2 separate regions of the Mus musculus genome follow, and region 2 is linked to region 1. A link is a contact called in public Hi-C data. All regions are on one chromosome and are shown on one strand. The core of a region is the stretch at or near the end of the contact, and the rest is flanking DNA. Distances in the headings are between cores, read along the strand shown.

Region 1 (2,700 bases), core at 26-2,525:
CTCATGTTTCTCTTCTAACCCAATAAACTCCTGCTGAAACTTCAGGGCAAGGCTGGCTGGGACTAGAGGCATGGCTGCCACGCTGGGACAGGTGGATACCTCTAAGCTCCAGGCCAGCCTAGGCCATACAGAGCATCCCTCAAGAAACAAACCAGGGTGCTGGTGAGATGGCTCAGTGGTTAAGAGCACTGACTGCTCTTCCAAAGGTCCTGAGTTCAAATCCCAGCAACCACATGGTGGCTCACAACCATCCGTAACAAAAATCTGATGCCCTCTTCTGGAGTGTCTGAAGACAGCTACAGTGTACACACATATAATAAATAAATCTTGAAAGAAAGAAAGAAAGAAAGAAAGAAAGAAAGAAAGAAAGAAAGAAAGAAAGAAAGAAAGAAAGAAAGAAAGAAAGAAAGAAAGAAAGAAAGAAAGAAAGAAAGAAAGAAAGAAAGAAAGGAAGAAAGAAAGAAAGAAAGAAAGAAAGAAAGAAAGAAACCAGTTCAGGTGTAGCACCAGAGAAGGCCGACCAAGAGCTCCTGACGTTCCCAGACCGGAAATTTCTCTTTAAGGCATTTGGTGGTGGCGTTGTGGGTGTGTGGGTGTGGAGTGGGTATCCGGAGTCATTTGTATCCAGAAAGAGCCTCGGTATCTTGCCCAGGCTATCCTGGAACTCAGAATCTTCCTGACTGAATGTCTACTGTATATATGTCATTTAACAAACCATCGTCATCAGCAAGTTGGGGGCATTAAGGAGTCCGCGAGCACGGACAGCAAAGGACCCTCCTCACTAGGGACCTGATCAGATCCGCACCACCACCTCAGTTTCCGGACCTACCTAGGGTCCGAGGCCGGGCATCGTGGGCCCACGCCTGTGATTCCAGCACTTAGCAATGCTGAAGTAGGAGAATTACACTGAGTTCGAGGCAGCCTAGACTACAAAATGAGCCCAGGACTCTAAATAATCCCCTTCGAAAAGTGCCTACGTGGTTCCCCATGACTGCCAGGCCGCGCGGCAGGAGGAAAGTGACAGAAAACTCCTACTCCTCCTCCTCCAGGAAGCCCTCCCGGCTCGACCTGGGCCGGAAACTGGCTGAACTCCCCGCGAGCTTCTGCGCCTGCGCGCTGGGAGCACCCACCACCGGGCACCCCATCTCCAGTTCCGCCTTCCCGCCGGCAGGACCCCCAGGCCGAGCCGCGCCCGCCCAGCGTGCCCCGCAACCCGGCTCCGCCCGCGCCACAGCCGTTCCTACCTCTTCCCCCGGCACCGGCTCGGTCGCGTGTCAATGACGTCGCCGCGCCTGCGTACTCAACTTTCGGTGGCGCTCTACTCATGACGTTCTCGAATGCCGCCATCTTGGTAGAGTCTGTAGGAGTTTTTCTCTGAGCCAAAATACTAAACCAGTGTTGCCAGCTCTCCTTCTTTCCAAGCAAAATGTTTTCAAGAATAACACGTTATCGGCCCATCTCAGATATTGGTGAACAAAAACGGAAGATAAACGCTAAACTCCATAACGGTGACCTCACCAAGATGGCCGCTGCCCGGAGAAAAGATGGGGAGGCCGGCCCCAGCCCTGTGGCGACGGCCGGGATGTGGTTGCTGTGCCACCAGGGGGCGTCAGTGGCCCACCCGGGGTGCGGGCCTGGCTGCTCTGGGCTCTTTGTCAGGCCAATGGCTCCTCCAACTCAGGGCAAAAGTGAGAAGACATCCCTTGCCCTGTCTGAGTCGGGAAACTGAGGGTCAGACGGAGTAGAAGTTGGATTAGACTAAATGCAACCGACATGGCCGTCATGGTGTCATTCATTCCAGCACTATGGGGCCCGAAGCAGAAGGACTGACTGCAGACCTAGGCCGAAAGTGACACTATCTCAAAAATAATTGAACATAACTGAATTGCTAAATAAATCACAAGCCGGCGCGGGGCGGTGGTGGCGCACGCCTTTAATCCCAGCACTCGGGAAGCAGAGGCAGGCGGATTTCTGAGTTCGAGGCCAACCTGGTCTACAGAGAGTGAGTTCCAGGACAGCCAGGGCTACACAGAGAGATCCCAGCTGCTCGGCGTCCGCTGCTGCCCGAGTCAGCCCCCGCCTTGTTGCTGAAGCCGACTGGCACTGCTTAATCTTTTGCTTTTCTTTACTCCCCCCTCCCCTAGTTCTTTTTTGATGCTTCTGTTGCTTCATTGACGATTAACTTCATCTTAGTCTGCAATACTTAGGATTTTGTGCATCTCTGACACAGTTACTGCCACATCCGGTCATCCTTGGAGTTTCTGGAGCCGTGAATGACCCTGAACTGGTCCCCCTGCCTCATTGTCCCAGGCGCTGGAATGGCAGGCATGGCCCTGTAGGAAAGAAAGCAGAAGGTTCAGTTCGAGGAGTCTATTACTGTGAGCGGGAATGCAGAGCAGGAAAGATGGCTTTGCGGGAAGAGGCGCTGCCCCATCCTCACCCTAACAGCAGCCGGAGCTGGCTCCCCGTCCGTGTGGTGGACTTTGAGAAGCACAAAAGGAAAGGCACACAACTCTCGGCGTGGTGTTTCAGTTTGTGGACTGCTAATGTTGGCTTTCTTGGGCCTTTTGCAGGTGATCAGCCTCTGCAGTGACTGCACGGACCCCAGAGGAGGATGGCCTCCTGTTGAGCCCAGCACACAGTACTTCTGTTGCTATGAATAGGTTCCAATTGTATGAGGATCACAGGAAAAAATTAGCT
Region 2 (2,700 bases), core at 98-2,597, 730 kb before region 1:
GCAGGAATATATATTTTATATATACTTCTACATACATGTACCATATTACACACACACACACACACACACATACACGACAATAAAAATAACCTAGGAGGGTGGAGGGGAAGAGTGATGAAAGCAGAGATGTGGTCTGGAACTTGACAGTCTCCCTCACCAGAGCCCAGAGTGGTTCTCACCCTGCAGTGAGGATGCACTGGCATCTGCTTCAGGATTCACAGCGTCTGGGGTGCAGGGGAACAGGCTGAGGACGACAGTGTCTGAGTTCTCTGGGGACTCATCTCTGGTGTCCTCAGGATCCTCTAGGTCAGGAACAGGAGGTTGCTGGTTTGGGACAAGGTTCTCTGCAACCTGAGTGGGCTCCATGGAGGAAGCTGGAGTGAAGAGATGACAGTAATTAGCCAAATCTCGTGGTCCCCAAGATGGCTCAGTTGGTAAAGGCGCTTGTCACCAAGTCAGATGACCCAATTTTGATTCCAGGAACCCACAGGGTGGAGGGAAAAAACTGACCCTGGTAAATTGTCCTCTGACCTCCACACCAAACCCACAGCACAGCCTGCCCACAAAATAAATGAATAAATGAGTTCTTATCTGGGGCTGGAGCTTGGTTAGGTGGGGCATGATAGTGCACACCTTTAGTCCTAGTACTTGGGAGGCAGAGGCAGGTAGATCCCTTTGAGTTCAAGACTAGCCTAGTCTAAATAGTGAATTCCAGGACAGCCATGGTCTGCATATTGAGCCTTGCTTTATGACGCCGGGAAAACTGTGGCTTTAGATAAATATCATTGTTAATAAATTAACACCAGAAGCCAAGGCAATAAAATGAGGGTTCTGGCAGCAGTCTGGGTTCCAATCACTTACAAGCTATAAAAACCTAGTCTATGACTAAGCTGAGCCTCATTCCCTCGTTAATAAGGTGAAGATGTAAGGCCTCAGAGAGGTCATATCAGAAAACATCATAGAGAGATACTAATGTCAAACTTATCAATGTCCCACTGTGGTTATTTGGGCCGGAATCCCCCAAAATGACTTAGGACTCAACAAAAGATGCGACGTGTAAGATCCACTCACCTCCCTCCAGCCTCCTCTGTGTCCCTACGCTGCCAGCCTTGGTCTTCCAAAACTCAGGAAGCTCTGTTCACAAACTTTTCTGGTTCAGTAGATCTCGTAAAGAGCAAGTTGGTGACCAGACGCTCAGTTCTCTAGCTTCCTCTCCTGGGACATAGAGCAGCAACTTAATACGCGACGACTACTCCTACTGGAAAACTCCTCCACTGCGCCTGCGCACCCTTGCCCTGCAAAAGTACCAAAAAATAAAAAATAAAAACCCGAAGCTGCTTCTAGCGCTTTAAGACTGGAGGGAGGAGCGTGGCTTCCGCTGAGGCCAATGGGTACAGTGGCGCATGCGCACGCTATCCTTCCTAAAGGGCTGAAGGAGCCTTAGACTCGCTGAAGATTTTATTGCGCGTGCGCTTCCCCGCCCCATGCACCGCCCCCTCCTGTCTGCCCCAATCGGATCCACAGACGGTGGGAGGGCGGAGCATTTGCCCCACGGGGCGGAGACACATGGGCGGGACTTGTCAAATTTAAAGAGACCGAATATTATTGTTACTTTGTCCATAACAATTTCCCTGCCCTGGTCCCTGAGAATTATCTGTACGTGTAGCAGGGAGTCCTTGACGAGGCATACTATAACATCAAGAAATCTCTATCCTCCCGACACGCTCGCATAGGACTGCCTCCTTCCGTCTATCTCGTGTCTGAATAGAAGTTACCTCGTAAGAGGAGCCAGCGCACAGGACGCCAGAACCCATACCTGAACGTTTAAACGTCTCAACCTCCCGACTTCCGCTTCCGGTTTCTGGGCTCTGCTGGCTGCCTTCACTATGGAAGAACCTGAGATGCAGCTGAAGGGAAAGAAAGGTGTTGCGGGACCCTAGAGGGGTTGGAGGGGCCTAGAGAGGGCAACGCGGGAAGGTACATGACAAAGAGCCGCCGTAGACCTCCCGGCCTGCGGGGTTCGATGGAAAAGGGAGGCCGGTGTCTCCCGCCGGGAGGTGTTGTGATGTATAATGATCCCGGGCAGGAAAAGGCTCTTTTCTACTTCTGAGATAAGGTCCCGGGATGTAACCCTGGCTATATTGGAACTCGCTGTGTAGACCGGGATGGTCTCAAACCTCTCTGCCTTCTGAGAGTTGGAATTAAAAGCAGAATCCATCCAGGTCCCTGCTCAGTGTAATGTGGTTTTTAGCCTGTGAATACGTAAAGGAGTATGTGGGCTTGGTGGCGCAATACTCTAATCCTCTCTTCTCAAGAGACAAGAAATTGAAGGCCAGTTTGGTCTGCACATTGAAACTCAAATCTCGAGAGAAGAGCTGGGGCTTTAGCTCAGTCGTAAACACTTTGACCAGCGCATTCAAAGCTCTGGGTTTGATCCCCGACACTGCAAAATATATTAAGGACCAGATAAGTAGATTATTTTCTTTAGCTGATGGGAGCCCTGCGTGGTAAGAGGAGTTGGTGTCATCTGCCACCATTAGCCTGGTCAGAGCTTGTCTGATACAGGAAGGAGTGGGGGATGAAGGGGACTGAAGTTGGAAGCAACAGGATCCTTGATGGATGGAGCAGGAAGAATAGAGATTTCCTGACTGGGAAAGCTGTTGGTCAAAGTCTACCCTGGGATGATGGTTTTGGTGCAGT

What was found. Hi-C and Micro-C count contacts between places; a contact is called where the count stands out from the background.
Region 2: a contact with region 1 is called in a Hi-C map of CD8 T cells, with 6 times the contacts expected there. The contact joins the promoter of Rfxank here to the promoter of Ccdc124 in region 1. A contact is called at or near these places in 1 of 39 promoter capture datasets (pre-B cells), 1 of 484 Hi-C or Micro-C datasets (CD8 T cells) and 1 of 115 datasets of contacts at active chromatin or transcription factors (memory CD8 T cells).

Annotation. Positions count from the first base shown.
Region 1 is chr8:70,872,215-70,874,914 of GRCm38.p6, forward strand. It overlaps Ccdc124 (coiled-coil domain containing 124), which reads right to left and starts at 1,276. Exons shown (of 5, transcript NM_026964.3): 1 at 1,245-1,276.
Region 2 is chr8:70,137,850-70,140,549 of GRCm38.p6, forward strand. Rfxank (regulatory factor X-associated ankyrin-containing protein) reads right to left here and starts at 1,348. Exons shown (of 9, transcript NM_011266.2): 1 at 1,072-1,348; 2 at 180-374. The coding sequence starts at 366. It overlaps Gm45929 (predicted gene, 45929), which reads left to right and starts at 1,650. Exons shown (of 9, transcript NM_001310055.1): 1 at 1,650-1,923. Borcs8 (BLOC-1 related complex subunit 8) reads left to right here and starts at 1,650. Exons shown (of 6, transcript NM_001145552.2): 1 at 1,650-1,923. The coding sequence starts at 1,887.